Regions from separate parts of the Zea mays genome. Here region 1 is linked to region 2. Evidence: chromatin contacts called from public Hi-C data. All regions are on one chromosome and are shown on one strand. Each heading gives the region's core, a stretch centred on a gene start, on an enhancer-like site or on the middle of the called end of the contact. The rest is flanking DNA. Distances are from core to core; before and after follow the strand shown. Region 1 holds the start of LOC100283703. Region 2 holds the start of LOC100381846.

What was found. Hi-C and Micro-C count contacts between places; a contact is called where the count stands out from the background.
Region 1: a Hi-C map of leaf shows a contact between it and region 2, with 5 times the contacts expected there. The contact joins the promoter of LOC100283703 here to the promoter of LOC100381846 in region 2. A contact is called at or near these places in 7 of 25 Hi-C or Micro-C datasets (bundle sheath, ear, leaf and 1 more) and 1 of 3 datasets of contacts at active chromatin or transcription factors (leaf).

What each region holds. Positions count from the first base shown.
Region 1 is chr8:134,711,165-134,715,934 of Zm-B73-REFERENCE-NAM-5.0, reverse strand. LOC100283703 reads left to right here and starts at 2,164. Exons shown (of 3, transcript NM_001156602.2): 1 at 2,164-2,413; 2 at 2,494-2,879. The coding sequence starts at 2,255.
Region 2 is chr8:134,529,198-134,534,056 of Zm-B73-REFERENCE-NAM-5.0, reverse strand. LOC100381846 reads left to right here and starts at 3,118. Exons shown (of 16, transcript NM_001361545.1): 1 at 3,118-3,250; 2 at 3,335-3,614. The coding sequence starts at 3,355.

The sequences.
Region 1 (4,770 bases), core at 915-3,414, 180 kb before region 2:
TTTGGAATAAAAATTATAGTTATATATATATATATTCCTTTTATTATAAACCAGTTAAAATGAATCATAAGGTTAAACTAAGTGTTGCATTCATGGCATTTCATAGTGTTTCTAAGTGCAAAATGTCTTTAAACATGCTAATATATCTCATAGAAGTCTTCAATAAATATCCATATTTTTTGAGTATTTTCCTTTTTTTCATAAAGCAAAATATATTTATTTGAGACACTTAAAAATATATTTATAAGTTCTAAATAGTTTAATTGAGTTCGTTATGTGTCAAAATATTTCTAGAAAATTTCCTATAATTTTTTGGAGCCTTTAGATTTTGTTGTACATTAAAAATGAATTTCTACATTTTCTGAAATTAATGAATCTTTAAATTTGAATTTATTCTAATTTTGGATAAACTCAACCCACCCTATATATACATGCCCAGATTCTCCTAAGTGAGCACATTCTAGAACATAATAGTTTCACAATATTTTATCTGTAGCTCCCACAATCGTTCACCGAAGTTCGAAAATCTCTCCAACCCTGACGAGCAATTACTTACTATCCATTTATCTCCAAAGGCATCCCAGGTCACCGCCCACGACTTGCTCGCGAGAGCTTCATTTCCGGATTATCATTCGGATCAATGTTGCTAATCTTAAAAAAAACTCTGACTCCGGCGAACACCTTCTCTGGTGCGTCTTCCATTGTTTCGTCTTTTTTTTTTCATTTTCACTTAAGTATGGCGCAGCCCTTCTTCCTCATCGGTATCTACCCCTACTGCGACTGAGCCTCCTCTTTTTGGCTGATTCCCTCTCCTTTCTTTCTCCCCATGGCTAATATCCACTATTTTTTAAGAAAGAAGACAAATTTGATGATGACTACACCAAATCTCTTCTATTCGAATATTCGATCCTCTGTACCCGCGAACCTCTATATAGTCCCGAGCCAACCAATCAGCAGAACATGCCCACGTCATTTAATCCACTTTTTTTAATACTAAATATATGATATTTTTGGCATTACACATCTGTTTTAACATGATCAAGTCGTGTTACTTCGTATTAATATTGCCTACGCATTAGTAACATTATTTTTATATTGTCACATGTTTTCATAAATAATTAAATATTTATTTAACTTATGTTTATTAGATTAACTTTTCTAATCAAAGTTAATATAATATTTTAATCTGATACGTTTATAATTAGAATTTGTCTATAATTATTATTATAATTAGAATCTGGTACGTCTATAATCAAAGTTAATATAATATTTCAACCTCTCCAAGACGTGAAGGAAGATGCTCCTCCGCATATGGTACCTTTAACAAAAATAAAACAACGGGTAGATGCACAGGTCGTTAAAATAGTCTTGGATCAACCAGTCGTGGTTGGATACACAGTTGTAGTCGATATATCTTTGATGTTATCTTGTTCGCCTCCTCAATATGGAAGACTCAAAGGCAAACTCCACCGCCTGCTGCATTAAAGTTTGCTACATCAACCTGATCACTTCTTCTTTGATTATGTCGATGTCCGAGCTGAACGAAGACATTGCAACAACGCTTTGTTTGAATAAAATGAGGGTGAGATGAGTATGAAATGGTGGAAGAAAAAAAAATATAAGTGTGAGTTGTGTGAGTGAGCTCAAACACTCCCTCTACTTATAAGTTGATTTTTTTTAAAAAAAATCAAAACGGAGAAAACAGCGTCAACCAATAAGATCACACCATGTCATCAGTAGGTAACCAATACCGATTGGTGCTGAACAATAACAACAAACACTGTAGTACTAATCGCTAATAGTGCCATGTCAGCGGTCACGAATGACCAACGGTAGCCGCGGGCACCCGTCTTAGATTATCTCTAGTAGCTTACTTATCCTCATCTCTTATTTTAAAACTCCAACATGTAAACAAATACAAAACAATGTTTTACACGCCATATTACGATCTTATGACCATAGCCTTATAACAGTAGCAACTAGCAAGTCGGGTATAAGAAATTATAGAGAATTGAATATATTTGAACTCAAAGAGGTGAGTATCGAACCCCTCACCCCCACACATACACACCAAACACCCCACACATACACAAAAAAAGGAAAGATAAAAAATCGTAGGATAGAAGAGCATTAAAGCAAAACAACCGGCCAATTACATGTACCAACCAAAATCCAAAAACCTCGTCAGTTTGGGAACAGCGGAAAACCGGCCCCCCGCCCGCCTGCTAGGTGCTAGCAACAGCAGTCGCCGCCGATGGGGGTGGACTACTACAAGGTGCTGGGCGTCGGCCGCGGCGCCACCGACGACGAGCTCAAGAAGGCCTACCGCCGCCTAGCCATGAAGTACCATCCCGATAAGAACCCTACGCCGCAGGCCGACACCCTCTTCAAGCAGGTCTCCGAGGCCTACGACGTCCGTACACATCCCTCCCCTCGTCCTCCATTACCGTCGGGAAACCCCATCTGCTTGACCTGTTGGCTCCCCTCTCGCAGGTGCTCAGCGACCCGCAGAAGCGAGCCATCTACGACCAGTACGGCGAGGAAGGCCTCAAGGCCGGCGCGCCTCCGCCCGCCGCCTCCACGCACGGCGCCGGCGCCGGCGTCCACAGGTTCCGCTTCAACACGAGGAGCGCCGAGGAGATCTTCTCCGAGATATTCGGCGGCGGGTTTGCTGGGGCAGGCCCCCGTACCCCCGGCGGCGGCGTCCCCTCCGGGTTCCCGATGTTCGGCGGCGCTGCTGGGGCAGGGGAGGCGTCGAGCGCGGCGTCGCAGAGGAAGGCGCCGCCGATCGAGCGGCCGCTGGCTTGCACCTTGGAGGACCTGTACAAAGGGGCCACTAAGAAGATGAAGATCTCTAGGGATGTCCTTGACGCCACCGGGTGAGACCGCAGATTACTTGCCCAATTTGTTTCCTGCAGAATACAGATTGACCACATGTTCTAGCATTCTGTTCTTCTGTAAAGGAGAAAATTGGATTTTTGGGATTCCAAATAGTGTGCTTGTGCTTCGCACTTTTGCCGTTGTAACATTGACATAGCAAAAATAGGACTCAAAACATGCCGCACTTTTCAAGTGGCAAAAGTGCGAATCATATTATTTGGAGTCCCAAAAACCCAATCTTCCCTCTGAGTTTTGACTTCGATTGGCACATTGTGCTTGCACATTAGAATTTTTAGGGCAACGAAACTGAGGAGCATGAGAGGAAAGGTTAACCAGAGAGAAAAACTTGAGGGGGATAGTAGACATGACTAAAGAGGTGGAGATAAGGCAAGAACAAAAAAGTGTGGTTTAATCTGTCTTATGTCGCCTTTCTGTTATGACAGTAATTGTGTATAAGGCATACACACGCGTGCAAGCAAACAATACTCTATCATCACCACCCATGGAACATGTGCACCTAAACGCATTAAGAATTTATCAGAGGCATCTATGGTCTCATAGTGTACATACTTTGCAACTGATTTCTGCATAGTCAGGCTGGTGGGCTGAGTGCACACCGGCACTCACTCATAGGCAAATGACCACAGCTTTGCTGTCTGATTTATCATATTGGCTCAAGTCTGCATCAATCTTATTTCTCCACAACTCTCATGTACTGAATAATGGCGTCATTTCAGCTTTTGTTGCCCCTTGATACTTTCTGATTCTTTTGGGCGCTAAACAAGGTATTCTGACCTTGTCCTATGCACTTTAACCAGAGCTCTATGATGTGCTTCCCAAGGTGGCCATGCTGACTCTGTTGTTAGCTTTTAATCTTAACCATCATTCTTGATTCATATGGAGTTGGCAATATTCTTCGGATATGATATGATGGTGGCATGACGGTGCATACTGCATAATTTGTTCCACATTGGGATATCCAATTTATGTCCAGCTCAACATCTATGCTCTGTTCTTAATTCTTGCACTATGATTTTCTTGATTTTTTTTTTGAAATGAAGTGATTTGCTTGAGTTTTTTTTAAAAGGAGTGGTTATTTGAGTTAATCATGTTTTCTATCCTGTTTTTGTTTTATCCTCATGAGTATGCATTTTGGGACATTGCTAACAGGATTGCGTTTGGTGATGCTTTTCCTTGTTATTGGCTGTTCTCGTTACCTTGTCTATTTTTATTACCAACCAAAATAAATAAATAAAGAATTCATGTTGTGACCTAAAACAATTCCAAATATCAGCAGCCTCGCTTCCTTGCTATTTCTAGAATGCCACATAAATATCGTTGGTAGGATTTCTTGACAATTTCGTATCCATGTATTTGACCATTAACTTGTGCGACTGTAATGATGCCCTACCTCATGCTTACAGCTGCAGTTAAAGATTCAACTCAAAATGTAGTTTGAAGGGTTCAAATTATAGATGTCATAACTCATAACGCAAAATGGTTGGGGTAAGACAGTAGCTTCTTCAGTACAGGGACTAAGAGGCTGAGTTTCTGTCCTAAACGCACACACAGTACAAGGATATTAGAGCGTCCAGAAGCATTCATAATTTTGCTAGCCACACTTTTAAATTGGACTGATGATTTACTGATTTAGTAAAAATCGCTGGAGGTGGACAGCTGTGACTAATGTCTGAACTCAGGGTTGATCTATTGTGGTGCAGTTTTTTTTGGATTTAATGTATTGCGTTTATTACTTCATGGGTACTGAACACATGAATACTGATGGGAGCACTTGTTGAATTATGAATATTTGATATGTTACTCGTTTTGAATGAAGTAGCTAGTTCATGATGGAAAATAAAATATTTCACATGGACATTGAGGGACCTG
Region 2 (4,859 bases), core at 1,869-4,368:
CTTAAACCAACAATGGAACTCCACCCTCATCATATGCTCATCATCAGCAATTGGCTCCAGCTTAAAACAATGGAACTTTAATATATATTTTTCTATTAATTTCTTGAGAATTAAAGCTGGAGGTCTTGAAGATTTGTCCTTAACAGTTTGTATTGTCAATTTTACAAGAGCAGATATCTCATTACATTGGTTGTTGTTCTTGGATTTGAAATTTCTATTTGAGTTGATGTCTGGAACTCTGGATAGCATGTTGTGGTACAAATAGCTGATGATAAGATAATATATATGTTGCTCATGTAAAGGACAAGTGTAGAACAAAAAAGTCTCAACTTATAATGAGTTGGTTTCCCAGTGTTCTGTAATCTTTCAGTTGGTTTGACCACGGTTGAAGAAATCTGATACTGCTACCGAGACATGAGAGACTATGCACGAGGTATGCAAATTAACAAGACTCATACAAGCGAGGAACAGTGTGCTGATGGGTACAAAGGTAACACATGCTCAGGTCTTAACATGTTTGGCTTCCGAGCAAACTTTCTCCAGAGCCCCAAGAAAATATAAGATTCGATCAGATATGTGTCGATGCTCATCCCAGCGTACTCCCGTTGCAACGCACGGGCACACACCTATAAGTAACAAGAAAGACCAGAAAAGCTGCGACGGTTTTTTGGCAGCGCCACATCTTATCGCTTGTTCAGTTGAAACCACGAACGTTCAGAGCTCGCCGTCGACACAGCCATTCCGGCGGTCGGCACCAACATCCTGCGCTCAAGCTCAAGCTAGCGCATCGTGGTGCGCTCGGATCGGCCGGTAACCGTCCGCGGCCTCCTGCGGTCAAGCTCGCCAAGGTGAGAAGCGTCCTCCGGTGAGTCTTCCTCTCTCTTCCTTTCATATCCCATTGCGCACTTGTTGCCCTATATGGTGGCCGGGCTGCGGCATCCATCGCTGCGTCATCCATCGGCGAGCAGCCTCAGCCATGGTGGTCGGGCTCTCCTCTACGCGCTATATAGCTCCTGCACCACCCTTTCTCCTCCCTCGGCGGGCTCCGGCTGTCCCTGTGTCTCTGGTGTGCAGCATCCTTCGACCCGTGATAGGACGCTTAGTTCGCCGTGCTGACACCGCGCCACGCCGTCGCACGTCCACCTCCTGTGCGGCGCGCGTGGGGGCTACGTCTGCGTGCACTCGCCCTTAGGGCTCACTATCGTGGCCGATCCACTCAGCACGGCCGGATGCGTCGCGTTGGATGCCCTAGCGTGGCCTGCTCCCGTGCGTGAGGTAGACAGAGAGCAGACTTGTAGCCGTAAAAAGCCTTGCCAGTGGCAGGCCTGCTTAGCCAGTGCGAGCCAGACCACGTCCATATAGCAACCAAACGCGTAATATCTGCTACATATATGAAGGACGGGCAGTGCGTGCGGCCGCGCTTGCCGTTTGCGTTGCAGGCCGTGTTTGCGTTGCGGCGATCTGTAGGCCACACGCTTGTCGTTTGCGTTGCAGGCCGTGTTTGCGTTGCGTCGATCTGCAGGCCGCGCTCTCGCTTCCACGTGATCTCTATGTCATCACGGACAGCTTGCGGATGTCATCCTCTATCTCATAACTGCATAACACATATTTGTATATATAAGTTATCGAAATATTATTTATTCCCGTTGCAACGCACGAGCACTGACCTAGTGATATTCATAAGTGAGAAACTTTCTCCAAAGTGGTATTTCACCAATTCTTATTTTCTTTTCTTAATTTATTTTCCTACTTTTATTTTCTACCATCTAAGGCCTTGTTCGGTTATTCCTAATACACATGAATTGGATAAGATTAGAAAAAATTCTTAAGAAGTTTGACTTGTTTAAGAAGTTCCCAGTGAGGCTGTCACTAGGCTGCAGGTGGCAGGAAAAGCCCTGCTCTTCGCAGCTAACTAGATAAAATGTGCTTCAAATGATAGAAAATAAAAACAAAATAGAAAATAGATGAAATAAGAGTGAAATACTATTTTAAAGCAGGAGCGGATTTAGATAAAACAATCATTGGTGTCATCTCAATTAAATTATAAAATCATCAATTCATTTAAGTGCTAGCAAACATATATTCTAATGTAGATTAATAAAATTTATTGGTGTCATGGACACCAAAAAAGGCCCAGATCCGTTCCTGTTTTAAAGAAGGTACTCACTTATAAGCAGCATTATAGAGAAATACAATTTATAAGTACTATTGTAGAGAAGCCACTAATTACGGGTATTATAATAGCAAAAAAAACTCATTGTCGACACAAGGAGCGGCCTCTGCTATATGTACAGTCTCTCAAGGATCACCCCTACGTACGCGTCTGGCTGGCCTGACTACACCGGCAAAGACCAATACGAGTTGGAACAGCAACACATCATCTTGGATGGTGATCTTCGAGCGACCCTATTCTCTATGCCATCCAATCCAAGGCCAGAGTCTGAGAGATCAGAGAAGCGCACGCGCTGCAGCAGAGCCCACATGCTCGCTCCACCTGATGCTCAGCATGTGCTCCGTGCTCGCTCTGAGCACGCCCGCACGGCGGGAACCTGGCCGCGAAGATGCGCGAGGTTCGCTCTCGCTCGTCACGCGGCGCGGTGCGGTGCGGTGCAGGCGTGCAGGCGTGCAGCACTAGCACGCATCTCTCTTGCCACTGTGTTGCCAGTTGCCACCGCAGAGGATCCTTGCCCGGGTACAATCTCATCATCGTCTTCGTCATCAGTGATGATTCGGCAGGGTCAGTGCTGCATCTGGAGTAGAATCGTCCCGCATTTGCGAATTGATTAGTTGGAAATAGCAGGCAGGATCATTAGGGGCCTCCGAGTCCCACCACTAAAAAAGTGCACCCCACTTTTTTTTTGGATCCACTAAAAAAGTGCCCACAATCCGCAGGGCAGCCGCGCCCACACGTCAGAGACGAAGACGCCGGCGGCCGCACCTCCCTCCTCGCCGCCGCCCCGGCGGCTTCTAGCTTCTGCTGCCGATGCCGATGGCGCTATTGTCTCGCGGATTGATGGGTGCCACGCGCACTTCAACGCGCCGTGCTCACACGGCGCTGGCGCCCGGGCCCCACAGCACCGCTTTATAAGTAACCAGCACGCGCTGCCCCCTCCCCTCCTCCCCCGGTCTCACTCACACTCCTTCATCGGGCTCGGCCCGCGCGGTCGTGAGTTCGTGACTGCGGAGGAAGTAGCGCAGGCGAAAAGGCTGCAGCAGTGGACGGCGGCGAACCCTAGCCTAGCTCCGCGAGGTGAGTGGTTCAGTTCGACGGCTGGCGCCCGCGTATGGGGCTGCGCGATTCCCGCTGACTTCCTTTCTGGTGGATTTTGGCAAGTGCGTTGGCGGTTTGATTCGATGGCCGTGGCGTCGCGGCTCGCGGTCACGCGTGTGTCGCCGGCGGACGGCGCGCGCCCCGCGGCGGCGGCGGGGAGGAGGAGTGGGCTCGCGGTGGTTCGGCTCCCGCCGACCGACAGCAGGGGGAGAAGGAGGAGGCGCGGCGGGGCCGTCGCGGCCAGCCCCCCGACGGAGGAGGTCGTGCAGATGACGGAGCCGCTCACCAAGGAGGACCTCGTCGCCTACCTCGTCTCCGGGTGCAAGCCCAAGGAGAACTGGAGGTTAGAAGCTTCCATATGCACATGCTCCTTCATTTGTTTGTTTATTAGTTTTTTTTTGCTTCTTGAAATGATACCTGTCATAAGTTCTTATATATAGCCAACTGTTGCCATGAAAAATTGATCACGCGACACCACGATAACTATAGTTCGTGCGACTAGTTTTCAGGGGTTCCTCACTTTCGTGGAGGAGAGCGGACTGTTTTTAGCGCAAAACAGCATAGATTACCAATCCCTAATGCATATTAGTGTGCAAAAAAGCAAAGATTAGGTTCTCTTTGTCGATGCAGAAGCTTTGCTTTTGACACCTTTGGCTCCATGCACTCTCGGCTCGCCCACGTGTCCCAAAGTAGTCCTATGAGGGTTCAATGATCAGATATAGATTTTCTGTCAGGTCAAGTTAACAATCTTGACATGAAACACCATCTAAACACTAAAAAAAGGGGCGCACCCAGTGCCGTAGGCTTCCCGCACTGTGTAGGTCTAGGAAAGGGTATATTTAAGCGCCAAGCCTTACCCGCATAATATGCAGAGGCTGGGGCTCGAACCCGGGACCTTCCGGTTACAGACGGTAGGCTCTACCACCGCACCAGGCCCTAAACCATCTAAACACTAACTTTGTTATTTTGGACCTTTCCCCGCACATGAACTCAAGCATGCCTCATGTGGTAGCTAGTCTCCATACTGGATGCAAACCTGAACAGGAGATACATGCTAGTAGCTTTGACTTGATGAAAACACTATATTGCTCCCTCATGACCTCGAATCATGACTCGGTTGCATCCTGTGGTCGATGTCTCAGCCAAGTATCTCGCTTGGGCTCACACATATTCCAACCTGCCACAAGTCTTATGCAGTGTGTATCAGCTCATTAACTTGATTATAACGATTAAATAAATTTGGCTGATCAAATAAACTAACTTGGCAAGTTACATTGTCAACACCAACAACGCTGTCTAGCTCTAACATTGAGGTTACTTTCAAGTGCTTACGACAGTGCCAACGATTGAGATGGATTAGTGCCCCTTTTAGTGATGAGCCGTGAGCCGGCTCTAGCGCGTACTTTGTACTAGGATGGATTCATCAGTGTGATGATCACTTGGCCATCGTTTTATCTTGTAGCTGTGTTCATGTTATTTGAGCAATGATAATTTGATATGTCTCGGTATTTATTAAAGATGCCCTTGTATTTTCTTTTTCAAAAAAGGAAGATATGTTTCAATTGGCTGTTCAGTAAGTTCATCCCCA